Regions from separate parts of the Mus musculus genome. Here all the other regions are linked to region 1. The links are chromatin contacts, called in public Hi-C, HiCAR-type and promoter capture Hi-C maps. All regions are on one chromosome and are shown on one strand. The core of a region is the stretch at or near the end of the contact, and the rest is flanking DNA. Distances in the headings are between cores, read along the strand shown.

The links. Promoter capture Hi-C pulls out the DNA fragments that hold promoters and counts their contacts. Hi-C and Micro-C count contacts between places; a contact is called where the count stands out from the background. HiCAR-type assays count read pairs that join an accessible place to other places.
Region 2: a Hi-C map of muscle stem cells shows a contact between it and region 1, with 2.8 times the contacts expected there. The contact joins the enhancer-like site here to the promoter of Pcdh18 in region 1. A contact is called at or near these places in 5 of 39 promoter capture datasets (cancer-associated fibroblasts, cranial neural crest, embryonic stem cells and 2 more), 1 of 15 datasets of contacts at CTCF or cohesin (the NIH/3T3 cell line), 3 of 484 Hi-C or Micro-C datasets (muscle stem cells, palatal mesenchyme and uterus), 3 of 115 datasets of contacts at active chromatin or transcription factors (craniofacial prominence, embryonic limb bud and forebrain) and 1 of 9 other capture datasets (adipose tissue).
Region 3: a contact with region 1 is called in a promoter capture Hi-C map of the 3T3-L1 cell line, with 6 times the contacts expected there. The contact joins the enhancer-like site here to the promoter of Pcdh18 in region 1. A contact is called at or near these places in 8 of 39 promoter capture datasets (the 3T3-L1 cell line, cranial neural crest, embryonic stem cells and 4 more), 1 of 15 datasets of contacts at CTCF or cohesin (the NIH/3T3 cell line), 1 of 484 Hi-C or Micro-C datasets (myocytes), 7 of 115 datasets of contacts at active chromatin or transcription factors (SST interneurons, craniofacial prominence, embryonic forebrain and 4 more) and 1 of 9 other capture datasets (adipose tissue).
Region 4: a contact with region 1 is called in a HiCAR-type map of fibro-adipogenic progenitors, with 2.5 times the contacts expected there. The contact joins the enhancer-like site here to the promoter of Pcdh18 in region 1. A contact is called at or near these places in 1 of 39 promoter capture datasets (the C10 cell line), 1 of 15 datasets of contacts at CTCF or cohesin (the NIH/3T3 cell line), 6 of 484 Hi-C or Micro-C datasets (the STO cell line, cerebral cortex and uterus), 3 of 115 datasets of contacts at active chromatin or transcription factors (embryonic limb bud, fibro-adipogenic progenitors and heart atrium) and 1 of 9 other capture datasets (adipose tissue).

The regions. Positions count from the first base shown.
Region 1 is chr3:49,755,748-49,759,252 of GRCm38.p6, reverse strand. It overlaps Pcdh18 (protocadherin 18), which reads left to right and starts at 1,937. Exons shown (of 4, transcript NM_130448.3): 1 at 1,937-3,505. The coding sequence starts at 2,389.
Region 2 is chr3:50,103,510-50,107,014 of GRCm38.p6, reverse strand. No RefSeq gene overlaps it. Among named protein-coding and RNA genes, the nearest start is that of Gm40042, 79 kb to the right of the region's middle. Within about 2 kb of position 1,619, at least 17 of the 459 cell types and tissues checked have an H3K27ac peak or open chromatin away from gene starts, as enhancers often do. A contact at or near this core is called in adipose tissue, cancer-associated fibroblasts and muscle stem cells, where this site is marked.
Region 3 is chr3:50,031,861-50,035,365 of GRCm38.p6, reverse strand. No RefSeq gene overlaps it. Among named protein-coding and RNA genes, the nearest start is that of Gm40042, 7.4 kb to the right of the region's middle. Within about 2 kb of position 1,830, at least 33 of the 459 cell types and tissues checked have an H3K27ac peak or open chromatin away from gene starts, as enhancers often do. A contact at or near this core is called in the NIH/3T3 cell line, where this site is marked.
Region 4 is chr3:49,483,896-49,487,400 of GRCm38.p6, reverse strand. No RefSeq gene overlaps it. Among named protein-coding and RNA genes, the nearest start is that of Gm22480, 5.7 kb to the left of the region's middle. Within about 2 kb of position 1,985, at least 33 of the 459 cell types and tissues checked have an H3K27ac peak or open chromatin away from gene starts, as enhancers often do. A contact at or near this core is called in the STO cell line, adipose tissue, fibro-adipogenic progenitors and 1 more, where this site is marked.

The DNA.
Region 1 (3,505 bases), core at 688-3,187:
ACATTCACAGATGAAAGTCCTCAAACTGATAGACTTAGATGTCTTTGGAATTCTCTCCCTAATTTTGAATAGTCACTAACTCCTTTTTTTGTTCCTTTGGCTTTTACAGAGAGGCTCTCTAAAGCCCGAACTGACATAATTATTGGCTCAGATTGTTAGCGACATAGGCCAGATGGCTGTGAGTTTCTAAAGTCCCAGTTGCTTATGGTAGTTTTCTGAGTTTGTCTATAGGGTTTGGGGATCAGCAATTTGAAAGGGTTGCAAACTTGTAAAATGGTGTTATTGGGGGGGCAGAGTGTTCATCAGAGTGACATAGCACTAAACACATTCATAGCAGACATCCTAGTCTGCACAATTTGACACACAGCACTGGTTTCTGGGGGTGGGAATGGGGGTGAGACAATGGCTCATAAAATGTTTTTGAATGCTTAGAATGAAGGAGAGTTTGTATTGGGGCTCTTCTCTGGTTTCTTCTTGGGGGAGTACCTTCTCTGTGACTATAGCTGAGTTCTGCTGAGAGTAAGCAAAGTGGAAAAATCAGAAAATTACTTTTTAAAAAAATGTGTTTCTGGGGGGCAAAATAGGAGAAAAATAAATGTCAAATAAGTTACATGGAGATTCTGTGAAGCACAGAATTTGCAAGTAGCTGAAGACAGCTGAGGGATAATGCAAAGGGGGGGTGGGGAGGGTGAGCAAGAATGGAGCCAGAGTGATAAACTTAAAAGGAGCCGCAGAGCAGAAGGAGCATCATAAATAATCATATTTCCCAATAAGAATACCATATCAACCCCGTGACCTGGATACAGCACCAACCTCCTGAGATATTTCCAGCACTCTGATGCACACAAAATGCAATTTTCAGCTCAGGCATTTTATTTCTCAGTGTAAACAACCTTTGGGTTTTTAAAATACATATCTGGAAACTGTTTTCATAAATAATGTATGTATTATAAAAATTTGACTTGTAAACTATTGAGTCCATGTCTCCTCAGAACTCATTGTGAAAACTCACTATGGGTAGATAGTACTCTATTGGAAGAATTCGCTAGGCGAAGGCTACCAATTTTACCCAAGCTATCAATTTTGCCCAAAATAAATAGGATTTTTTTAAGTGCAAGGCTATATATATATATATATATATATATATATATATGGAACAATTTTGCTCAAGCTAAAGAAAGGGCTGAAATAAGGTAGAATTTTTTTGCTAATTAGTTCCAAACTCTGAGGTGTTCCTTTAAATCTTGCTAATTAAGAGAAATCGGGAGTGCAAGATAGGCCCCTTTCTTATCTTCAAAGAGTAAAGATGAAAGAAAGCAGAAAATGAAACCTCTCCACTTGGGCTGTTCTTTAAAACAGAGCTCCAAGAAAATCGGCTTGCTGCTCCTTGGAGGAGAAAAGACCCGCCGAGGGGGAGGGGGTGTGTGCATAATTAGAAGCAAGTTTCCCCATTTTATTAAATTCCTCCACCGACAAAATTCACTTGGAGGTATTTTAAGTGAAACCAGCAGTTAAGGAACCCTGAAAAAAGCAAGATGATTACATGTTTGTAGCAGAAGAAAAGATCAATTAAGAAAACAAGAACTATTTAATGTGCCATATATAAATACAGGCGACCAGAAGTTGATTTAAAGTTTTTTTCTTCCTTTCTTTTTCCTTCCCTCCCGGTCTCCCCACCCCCACACCGCTCTCCTGCTGTAATTTGTCTCCCCTTTGTCGCGGCACGCTTGGAGAAAGTGGATGGAGATGGAGGAGGGGCGGGAGGGCTGAACCCCACCCCCGGCCGCGCTCCCGCGCCCCTAGCGGGTCCCCAACCCGCGCCCGCCACCCTCCCGCTCCCACCCTCCACGCGCGCCCTCCCTCGCTCCGGTGACTCCAGCAGCTTCGGATTTGGAAGCTCGCTGATTGGCTGGAAGCGATTCAACACACGCCAGGCAAAGAGCTTTGTCTGAGTTGAAGTGAAGTTGTAGAGATTTTCAGACTGGAGTCAGCAATCACCGGTGTTTAGTCTGCAGCGGAGCAGAGAAAAGGAAAGGGGGGAAAATCAAGAATCGCCCGGGAAACACAGACTGCAGACTCCGCCAGCACCCTGCAATAGATGGGGACGGAGTCCACGCGGGGAGCCAGGCCGAGGTGACACGCTGCTCCCAGCCAGGAGGACCAGCGGCCACCCCTACCAGGAAGGGACTTCACGCTCCTATCTGGAAGTCGCCAAACGGTGTGTATGAAAACTGAAGTTTGCGAGCTGTTTAATTGCTGTGTGATTAAGAGTCGCTTTCAAGACTCTGAGACCCGATGTGGCTTAGAGCTCTGAGTGGCTGGGAGGAAGTTGAAGGGATTGCTGGGCTCTTCTAACTCGCCCTGAGAAGGGAATCTAGCAACTGACCAATGCACCAAATGAATACTAAAATGCACTTTAGATTTGCACTTGCACTTCTGATGGCGTTTTTCAGCCACGATGTCCTGGCTAAGAATCTGAAATACAGGATTTATGAGGAGCAGAGGGTCGGATCGGTAATTGCTAGACTATCAGAAGATGTGGCTGATGTTTTATTGAAGCTACCAAATCCTTCTGCTGTTCGTTTTCGAGCCATGCCACGGGGGAATTCTCCTCTCCTGGTCGTAAATGAGAATACCGGAGAAATCAGCATAGGGGCTAAAATTGACCGCGAGCAACTATGCCAAAAAAACTTGAACTGTTCGATAGAGTTTGATGTGCTCACTCTGCCGACCGAGCATCTGCAGCTGTTCCACATTGAAGTGGACGTGCTGGACATTAATGACAATTCCCCCCAATTCTCGAGACCCGTCATTCCCATTGAGATATCGGAGAGCGCAGCAGTTGGGACTCGTATCCCCCTGGACAGTGCGTTCGACCCAGATGTTGGGGAAAATTCCCTCCACACCTACTCGCTCTCTGCTAATGATTATTTTAATATCGAAGTGCGAACCAGGACAGACGGGGCCAAGTACGCTGAACTCATAGTGGTGAAAGAGTTGGATCGGGAGCTGAAGGCTAGCTACGAGCTTCAGCTCACCGCCTCCGACATGGGAGTGCCTCAGAGGTCTGGCTCCTCCATCCTGAAAATCAGCATTTCGGATTCCAACGACAACAGCCCGGCCTTTGAGCAGCCTTCTTACACAATACAACTCTTAGAAAACTCCCCAGTTGGAACCTTGCTCCTTGATCTAAATGCCACCGATCCAGATGAGGGCGCTAATGGGAGAATTGTGTATTCTTTCAGCAGTCATGTGTCTCCCAAAATTATAGAGACTTTTAAGATCGACTCAGAAAAAGGCCACTTGACTCTTTTCAAGCCAGTGGATTATGAAATCACCAAGTCCTATGAGATAGACGTTCAAGCCCAAGATTTGGGTCCCAATTCCATTCCTGCTCATTGCAAAATTATAATTAAGGTTGTGGATGTCAATGACAATAAACCTGAAATTAGCATAAATCTCATGTCCCCTGGAAAAGAAGAAGTATCTTATGTCTTTGAAGGGG
Region 2 (3,505 bases), core at 370-2,869, 350 kb before region 1:
CTCTTATATTTATTTTGAGGCAGGACCTTATTAGAACAGTCATGCCGGACTTGAATTTATTCTATATCTCAGTCAGGCTATGAACCTGGGATTCTCTTTCTCAGGTCCCTGAGTGTCTAGGATTATAGGCTTGTGCCCTCAGGCTTGGCTAAGAGTAGCCCCTATTTAGAGAAGAACTTACGTGCAAACTGGAAGTAGACTTTGATTGGGTGTAACTGATGTGGTTCATTGAAGACAGGATTATCTTCTCTCTCTTTGGTCATGGCAGCTGTAGGCAGTGTAGCTGCCCATGACTTCGACAAATAAACCAACTTTACATTTACCAAGTCGTTTGCTGATAGTCTGCTTGGCATAGTCATGTGCTTGGAAACAAATACTACCAGATGTTTTTCTTAAAACTACAGATGGACAGAATTCATTTTAAAGAAACTTTTAGCCATATATTGAAATCTGAAAAATGGTAAATATGAGACTTATTTTTTATTGATAAAGAATATTTTCTTATAGAGAAAGTATGTAATTGACCCCAGTAATTAGACTATTACAAAAGTGTTTTCTTTTTAGTTAACCAACAGGTCACACTCTAGAGTAAGTATAATAAGGTATTGAAGTATTACAAAACTGGATTAAAAAGAAGAAGAGTCATGGATTGAGATTTAGAAATATTTAAATTTTTTCTTTCGTTTTTCTTTTTTTTTTTTCCCCTTTCTTTTAGCCTGCATATGCATGCTGGTAAAGGATCACTTAATTACTATCATTTCAGGGATTTTTTCTTAATTTCTTTTTTTATTAGATATTTTCTTTATTTACATTTCAAATGCTATCTCCTTTCTTAGTTTCCCCTCCGAAAATCTCTTACCCCCTTCCCTTTCATCCTCCTCCCAACCCACCTACTCCCGCTTCCTGGCCCTGGCATTCCCTTATACTGGGGCATAGAGTCTTCGCAGAACCAAGGGCCTCTCCTTCCACTGATGACTGACTAACGCATCCTCTGCTACATATGCAGCTAGAGCCATGAGTTCCAGCATGTGTTTTCTTTGATTGGTGGTTTGGTCCCAGGGAATTCTCGGGGTACTGATTAGTTTATATTGTTGTTCCTCCTATGGGGCTGCAAACCCCTTCAGCTCCCTGGGTACTTTCTCTATCTCCTTCATTGTGGACCCTGTGCTTTGTCCAATGGATGGCTATGAGCATCCACTTTTGTATTTTTCAGGCACTGGCAGATTCAAACTGAAGCAACAGTAGATTGATTTTAGTAAGCTGGCACACTGGAGTGGCCATATCTAATGGGAGCAACAACAGTCATGAAGCCAGAACAGCTGCTTGACAAAGATCCAACAAAGCCGAGCCACACGATGCGTCACCATTGTATAACCTTTCACTTTTGGTCTTTCTCTCCAAGTGTTTCATGCGTAGGGAGCTTTTAATATTTGTAAAACGTGACGATATTAGACTGATGGGAAATGCATGTCTTCTCTCAGAAGTACTGCTTCTAAGCTGCCCCAAGAAAGTCCTGAGCCTGTTATCCCTCCAACTTTTACAGAGATACCCTTATCTGGCTGTACTTGAAGGTCTTCCTTGTGCCCTGGAGATTCTGACTCACATGAAAATGGGAGAGGTCTTATGAGACGCCAGCTCCAAAATACTGTCTTGGAACATCTGCTCCTGCACTTATTCAGGAACCAGACAATTAGAAGAAAGTTAACTTCAAAAGGTAAGCAGGATTTGGTGGGCTAGAGGAGTGAGCAGCAGATCAGACAACAAGCCTCTTCCTCCTGTGTGCTCAGATGATTACATGGCTTATAAAATTGGGGGCTATATATGGTATGCCCTTTGAGAAAAAGATACAGCAACAAACTTAGATTGGCTGGAGTTACCTCTGCCCCTATACAGAGGCTTACTTATACTAATGTAGAAAACCTGCCTGAGAAGATGGCCTAGTCGGCCATCATTGGGAGGAGAGACCCTTGGTCTTGTAAGATTATATGCCCCAGTTCAGGGGAATGCCAGGGCCAGGAAGCAGGAGTGGATGGGTTGAGGAGCAGGGTGGGTGGGTGGGGGCTATAGGGGACTTTCAGGATAGCATTTGAAATATAAATGAAGAAAATATCTAATAAAAAGAAAAAGGAAAAAAGAAAAAGGAAACCTGCCTGAATAAATAATAAAAGAACAAGGTATCGGGATTGCCCTTTCTTAGGAAGGCTAGCTAGCTCATACAGGACCACTGTGGTATTGTATGACCAAAGAACAAAATAATATGAAGATTAGACATAAAAATAAAACTACAAATAAATAAAATATAAATTTTGTATTATGCCAGAAATTGAATAGTAACCGCAGCAGCTTTGGCTTGAAGATTTCTCTTGGGCCTAATGACAATTGGGACTCTGATCATTAAAAGTTGATAATGTCTTATTGACAGTGTCTTTTGCCTTGCAGAAGCTTTGCAATTTTATGAGGTCCCATTTGTCAATTCTCATTCTTACAGCACAAGCCATTGCTGTTCTATTCAGGAATTTTTCCCCTGTGCCCATATCTTCGAGGCTTTTCCCCACTTTCTCCTCTATAAGTTTCAGTGTCTCTGGTTTTATGTGGAGTTCCTTGATCCACTTAGATTTGACCTTAGTACAAGGAGATAATTTGCATTCTTCTACATGATAACCTCCAGTTGTGCCAGCACCATTTGTTGAAAATGCTGTCTTTTCTCCACTGGATGGTTTTAGCTTCCTTGTCAAAGATCAAGTGACCATAGGTGTGTGGGTTCATTTCTGGGTCTTCAATTCTACTCCATTGGTCTACTTGTCTGTCTCTATACCAGTACCATGCAGTTTTTATCACAATTGCTCTGTAGTACAGCTTTAGGTCAGGCATGGTGATTCCACCAGAGGTTCTTTTATCCTTGAGAAGAGTTTTTGCTATCCTAGGTTTTTTGTTATTCCAGATGAATCTGCCGATTGCCCTTTCTAATTCATTGAAGAATTGAGTTGGAATTTTGATGGGGATTGCATTGAATCTGTAGATTGCTTTTGGCAAGATAGCCATTTTTATTATATTAATCCTGCCAATCCATGAGCCTGGGAGATCTTTCCATCTTCTGAGATCTTCTTTAATTTCTTTCTTCAGAGACTTGAAGTTCTTATCATACAGATCTTTCACTTTCTTAGTTAGAATCATGCCAAGGTATTTTATATTATTTGTGACTATTGAGAAGGGTGTTGTTTCCCTAATTTCTTTCTCAGCCTGTTTATCCTTTGTGTAGAAAAAGGCGATTGACTTGTTTGAGTTAATTTTATATCCAGCTACTTCATTGAAGCTGTTTATCAGGTTTAGGAGTTCTCTGGTGGAATTTTTAGGGTCACTTATATATATACTATCATATCATCTGACTGTTTTTAGTTGATAGATATACTCTATAATGTTAGGGAAACAGGATGGTGGTGGCTATATTTTGTAAGGAGACACTTAATATATCTTTTCTAGGTCCTGGGGCCATAGCCTATTATTT
Region 3 (3,505 bases), core at 581-3,080, 280 kb before region 1:
AAGGAATGTGTAGTTCACCTCCACCGAACATGCGTTCACAAAACAGCCTGATGTCTTCTTCATCTACAAAACATCATGATTATTTTTCTACTAAAAGTTTACTATGAAGCAGTTACTTATTTTAAATTTGATATATTAAAGTACTAAAATTATCTGTAAGCGTGTGTGTGTGTGTGTGTGTGTGTGTGTGTGTGTGTGTTTGTGTACCTGCAGGCATGAGTCTTTCCATTCTTAATTCATATGTATATGTATATGTGTATGTGTATGTGTATGTGTATGTGTATGTGTATGTGTATGTGTATGTGTATGTGTATGTGTATGTGTATGTGTATGTGAATGTGTATGTGTATGTGTATGTGTATGTGTATGTGTATGTATATGTATATGTATATGTATATGTATATGTATATGTATATGTATATGTATATGTATATGTATATGTATATGTATATATAATTACATGTGCATATAGTTTGGAAACTGAAATAAATATGCAGGGTTATGGTCTGTCCTCCCATTTCCCATGGTAACTTCTTTGTGCTATCACCTACCTTCTGGAAATGGCCATTTTAAACTTCTTCAAACCTTAACATTTGTCTTCCAAACATATTAGTGCATTAACTACTCTGTTCTTTATTTTAGGCAGAGCCACTTCTCTTATGCCACATGAAAATCCGTATTTTATACGTATAATTCACAATTCCCTTAAATACCTCATAATTCTTAGGTTGATGAATAAGAAATATGTCTAACTGTGGTTTTTACTGATATCATCATAGTATAAATCTCGACTCATCCATGCCAAATGGTATTTCATAATTATATTTCTTTTCTTAATTACTGATTTTCTTTAGGTTAGTAATTTGCACATCTTTTCTTTGTTTTCTCTTACTGATTTTTTACTAATCCTTTATAGTTATAAATCTCTCCCCATTACTTTCCACATATCAGATGTCCTATCTCCTTTTCTCACCCGCCCCCTTTTCCTTTTTTCTTTTTCCTTCATGGCCTTGTCACTCCTTTTCTTTATCATTTTCCTTAAACAAGTATATAAAAGCATGTAGAACTCAATACCACATGAGTAAGTGGTCTGCACACGCACTTGCCCCTCCCCAGACACCCAAGAGAAGCACACATGATCCTTAACACTTCTGACGGGAGCTGAGGAAGCCCGAATGGGTGGGACAACATTCGAACATTCGAACATGAGGCTCAGCCTTTTTTTTTTTTTTTAAGAATGTATATCTATTAAGGTATCTTTTATGGCCTATGCCAAAAAGTGGACCATTTTGCCCATGTTTATAAATGAGCACACCAACCTTCTAATTGAACGTGAATTAGGATAAAATATAAATTTCTAATTAAGGTCAGGAAGTTGTTTTAAGACTCAAAGTATTGAATCATTCTATTAGAACGAGTGCAGACTTTTATTGCTTTATTATTTTATCTCTTTATCTGGGAAGTGGGTTGTATTTTATAACTCACCACATTTATAACTACTAAATATTTAATATAAGCTACTTTTAAAAGTCAATATTCCATTGTTTTCTGCAGTACTTTTCATCTTTCCATTAGGTGACCACCTTCTTGAAGGTGACTATTTCAGTATTTAAGTTGCATTCCATAGTGGTTGTTTTGGGAAAATCCAGTCCTGGTATATGAAAGTCTGTGGTGAAGATTTCTAAAGCACTTAAACAAAAGCAGTCAGATCCTGAATTGCACAAAGTGTAATTCATTAGTGGATTTAAATACAGACATATGTCTTGGGATGGGTAATGAGAGGGGAATGTCCTTAGACCACAAGGCAGGAGGAAGTGGTTCTTAAGCTAAGCTTGATGGTAGAAGACAGTGACTAACCAGAATGTCCCTGGCCCTTCTCCAAAAACTAGCAACGTGCTCGGTACTATGGTAAAGAAAAAGTGAAACCAGCTAAAGCATTAAAAGCCAAAGTGCATATTTAACTGCCTTAAAGATTTTGCTTTTCCTCTAAAGCTTTGGATGTAGCCACGACATTGTTGCAGTCAAATGAGTAGTCTGATGAAGATGGCTGCAGAATGTCAAGCTGGGCTCCGATAATGGCATGGCCATACTGTTGCTACTTCTCAATACTCAGCAGAAGGCATTAGAGTCCATTTCTGGCCTGTTCTCTCACTATCCACTTAGTGGCATGCATTCGATTCCCCTCTCTCATCAGGTTTGGAACGGTCATTTTTTTCTGTATACTCTGCAAATGTATGCATGCAATTGCCCAGGTGGTCTCCTCTTGGACTGACCTTTGCCTCTCATCTTGTTTTAAAGACTTTTCTGTGTTAGGGTTTGGTCTGTTGCTATGTACGCAAATGATAAATTCTGCATTCCAAGAACTGATTTCTCCAAGATGAGCAGATTCTCAAGTGCACTAACCTTTGATGCATAACCCTTGCCCCCAATTATCCCTGATGGATGAATAAAAGTGGCTGCCAGCCTATAGCTGGGCAGAAGAGACGTAGGCAGGGCAAGGGTTCCAGGGCTGAGGGTCTCAAGTAGGGACCAGAAGAGAAAGCCAGGAGGAGGAAGGAGTTCCCATGGGGTAGTATAGAGTATAAGCATATGGCCATTAGGGATGGCCTGATGGAGTGGAAGCAGTCCAAATGAATCGTATGCTAAGTATTATCTGGAGGATTTTGACAGGGATACCAACAAAATAGCTTAGAGGGTAGATATCTGCCCACTTCTAGTGCTATGTGGCTTGTAATAAATTTTAAGGGTCACTGTCTTTTATTTGCAGCCATATGATTTCCTGCATTAAATAACATGAACATAATGTTAACATTCTTGTTCATATTTCTGCACTTTGCAAACTCCTGTAACCTGAGATAATATGCATCTATCCCAGGCACAGCAACTGTCCTGGAATCCCCACCACTGCCTTTCCTCTCTTCTATTGTTGCATGTCTGACTTCTACTCTCTTCTGCCTTAACCTTTCTTGGTTTAATTTTCCTTGAAATGTCACACATTCTGGTGTATTTCTCAGTACAGACATGTTATATATAAATGTATAGACTGTTTGCTTGTCATTTTAAGATCAAGTAGATAAAATAGTTTGACTTTGGAAATGCATTTTCATTGAGAATTTACTGTTCCAATCTTCTGTGAAAATTGCAAAGATATTTTACTTCCTAACCACTGGTATATGCCTCCTTCTCTGAGTAGTTTAAAATACCATATTCTGCCCTAGCTGTTTTGAAATCTCACACAAGCATCCCTTGATAGAGGACAGTTTTCTTTAACAATTTGCTACTTTTATTTTTAAATTTTTATGTAATATTTTCCCATTTTCTCTTTCCTTGGTTTCCTTTTTAATATTTGGCTATTTAAACTCCTCATAAGGTCACATCATTACATTAACTTCTCTGTCCTTGTGAGGCGGAGTCTCAGATGTACTTCTTCAGTACCGACTTCTGATCTGTAGCTTGCTGATGAATGTCCTGCCCCCATATCATTAGTTAATTATCATGGAATAAA
Region 4 (3,505 bases), core at 736-3,235, 270 kb after region 1:
TCTGAAGACAATTTAACTATAACTCTGGCTAAGGGAAATATTTAGAATTTCATTCTTATATGCTAGCAATCAATGTCTAAGTTCTTACTTGAAACCAAATCATTGTAACTAATTTATCCATTTCTACCAGCTTGAGAAATATGTCTATATGCATTTAGCCTTGGAATGGTAATGATTTAGAATCAGAAGTATCTTACCGAAATATTATCTACTGCAATTCTGTGCAATTCCATTTGCATAGGCAAGAAAACCAGTTTTCACATTACAGTAATTTGTCATTCAACACATAATGACGGGGTCTAAGACTGAATGATTTTGTAGAGACTGACAACGTTTTTGGAAATGAAAAGTTTTATACCTTTAATATTATACTGAATGCATAGTATAGCAATATAACTATTTCAGAACATATGTATAAATATATCTGTTTTAGAACCTTCTGTTTAATAAAAAGTAAGGATAATCTATTCATGTATATAAGTCAACATATACAATTCTTATCTATTAAAGTCAACTTTCCAGGAAACAGTAACAAATTCATATCTTGCTTGGGCAACTTTATCTTAACTTCCAGGTTATAATCTATCGCTGTGTGGAGGTCAGAGAAGCAAGGGCTTAAGACACTCAGTCATCTCTCATTCTTTGTCAAGAGCAGATTGAGAACAAATGTATGCATGATTAGTGTTCAGCTAGCATTCTCTACCCTGACACAGTCCAAGTACCAGAATAATGGCACTCACTTTCAGTCTCCATCCTTCCATGTCAGTTTTCAACCTGACGGTCAGCATCACTTTAGAAGTCAAAAGACCCTTTAACATGGGTCGCATCTCTGATACCCTGCACATTAGATATCTATTTTATAATTCACACTAGTAGCAAAAGTACAGTCATGAAATAGCAATGAAAATAATTTTATGGCTGGGCATCACCACAACAAAAGGAAGTATATTAAAGGATCACAGACTTAAGAAGGTTGAGAACCACTGGTCTAGACAATGACAATCCTCTACAGATGTGCCCACAGGTCAGTCTGATCTAGACAATCCCCCATTGTGACAGCCTTTTCAGGAGATTCTTGACTGCAGTGAGTTCACAAATAAACAGAAGAATCATATACACTAACCTAGTGTTTGTAGTGAAGGTATTTTATTGTGTGTGCCATCCAGTTACTGGATTTTACATATAACGTATAAACCTAAGTAATGTGGGTAACTGTAAACCCACTTATTGAAGGGTTTGGAACAAAGGCAATTTTACCATGGAAATGCTGTATCTTGTCCTTAATGTATGGTCCCTGTAACTTTTCTGCCTACCCTCAGGCCTGTTGGGTGTTTCCTTGTTAGCCTGAGGTTTATGTGGGTCTAATACATAGGAGCAAATTTTCATCTAACACAAATATTGAAATAACAGAAAAAGGTGGATGTATATCACTGTTTATTTGCCTGGAGAACCCTCCTACAGAGCATAGCTATGAACTCAACTTAGACAACATCTGACAACTATTGTACTATCAATACCAATGTCGTTTTTCATATTAGTTAAAATATTTTGTATTCCATGACCAGAAAACATGATTGTTTTCAATGAAAACTTGGCTAAGATATTTGTAATCCCATCTCTTTATTGTGTGTGTTCTGGAAGAAGTGCTTAGATTCTCAGCCAGAGTTTGTGATTAGATCATGGTTTTCATAGAAATGTTAAGTTTATTCATTCACAAAGCAAGCGCCATTTGAAATATTCCTCTTAACATTGACCTACTTTTCATATCCGATCCTTTGAGTATAAGTATTTCCACTTCTATTGTACTGCCCAAACCTGCGCCAAGTTAAGAAAATAAGCCCTATAGTATGTCTCTCCAACACCTTGAAATATCTTAGTTTTTCCTGACTTGAACTGAAAAACATTTTGAAACAATAATATGTGTAAAGCGCCAGTAACTAAACCGGTTGCTTAATCCTCGGTGAGTGTGTGTTGACAAAAGCAAGCGGTTAAGTGTAACCATCTGTTGCTGAGTCAGCCCCTCTAGAGTCATCTACACTATTTATTTTCCACAGTCCATGAAAGCTCTACAAAATACTTTCAGATTTTCTGAGTTAATTTTCCCATTCAAAAAACAAAACGACAACTGAAGAAGCAAGTGAAGAATGGATGGACTTCACGCATCTTTCAGTGTCAGGAAGCCTGTGTGATGCAGTGGTCCGTCACAGCTGAGGATCATTCACAGCTGTCCCAGGAACGCAGGCTTCCAGGAAGCACCAAGCATTTGGGATGGATAAATTCACAGAGCCAAATCCTAGGCACTGAGCGAATTTCTGATCTCTGTACAACAAACTTATCACCACAATTTTACCAAATTAATCCAGTGTCTGTTTTATGAACATGAGTTAGCTGGATCTTTATTCAGGGTCTCCTAAGGTTACTGTTGAGTACTGGGCATAGAATATACTTTCTGCTCCTACAGAACTTCTATAGGATTCTGCCACATTCTTTTCCTGAAGCTGACAAACTTCTCTAATCCAGGATGGGAGACTCCATTTCTACTCTGTTGAAATCATCTCTTTTCTGAGATGGCCTAATCCCAGGATTGGCAACAATTGCCATGACCATATTTATTTGTTTTCATGAGCATGGGAATTGGGGAGGTGTCTACTTCATGTCCCACATGCACACAAGGAAATGATTTCAGACAGTCATGAATATCAGAAGTGGAGAACCATCAGCATCTGCCCTAGGGATTCTTGTCATACCCCTTCATTCCCCTCTCCTGTCCCCTCCCACCTAGTCCCTCCATCCCTCTGCAACTCTGGCTATTTTATTCCCCCTTCTAAGTGAGATTCAATTATCTTCACGTGGGCCTTCCTTCTTGTTTAGCTTTGTTGGGTATGCTGAGTGTAGCATGGTATCATGTACTTTATGTCAAATATCCACTTACCAGTGATTACATAAAATGCATAGCATTTAGGTCTCTGATACCAAACTCAGGATGATATTATCTAGTTCCATACATTTGCCTGCAAAATACATTACGCCCTTACTTCTCTTAGCTGAATACTATTCCGTTGTGTAAACAAAGCACATTTTTTTTTTTGTCCATTCTTCAGTTGAGGGGCATTTGGGGTGCTTCCAACCTCTGGATATTAATATAGCCGCTATAAACATAGTAGAGCACCTGCCCTTGAGATATGGTGGAGCATCTTTGGGTGTGTGCCTAGGAGCAGTATAGGTGGGTCTTCAGGTAGAACTATTTCCAACTTTCTGATAAACCACCAGATTGATTTCCAGAGTAGCTGAACAAGTTTGCAACCTCACCAGCAATGGAAGAGTGTTCCCCTTTCTCAGCATCCTCAACAGCATCTGCTGTCACTTGAGATTTTTATCTTAGCCATTCTGAAGGGTGTAAGATTGAATATCAGGGTTGGTTTCATTTGAATTTTCCTGATGACTGTGGGCTCATGAAATGATTTTGACAGTGTTCCTTCTGTTTCTATTTCATGGAATCGTTTGG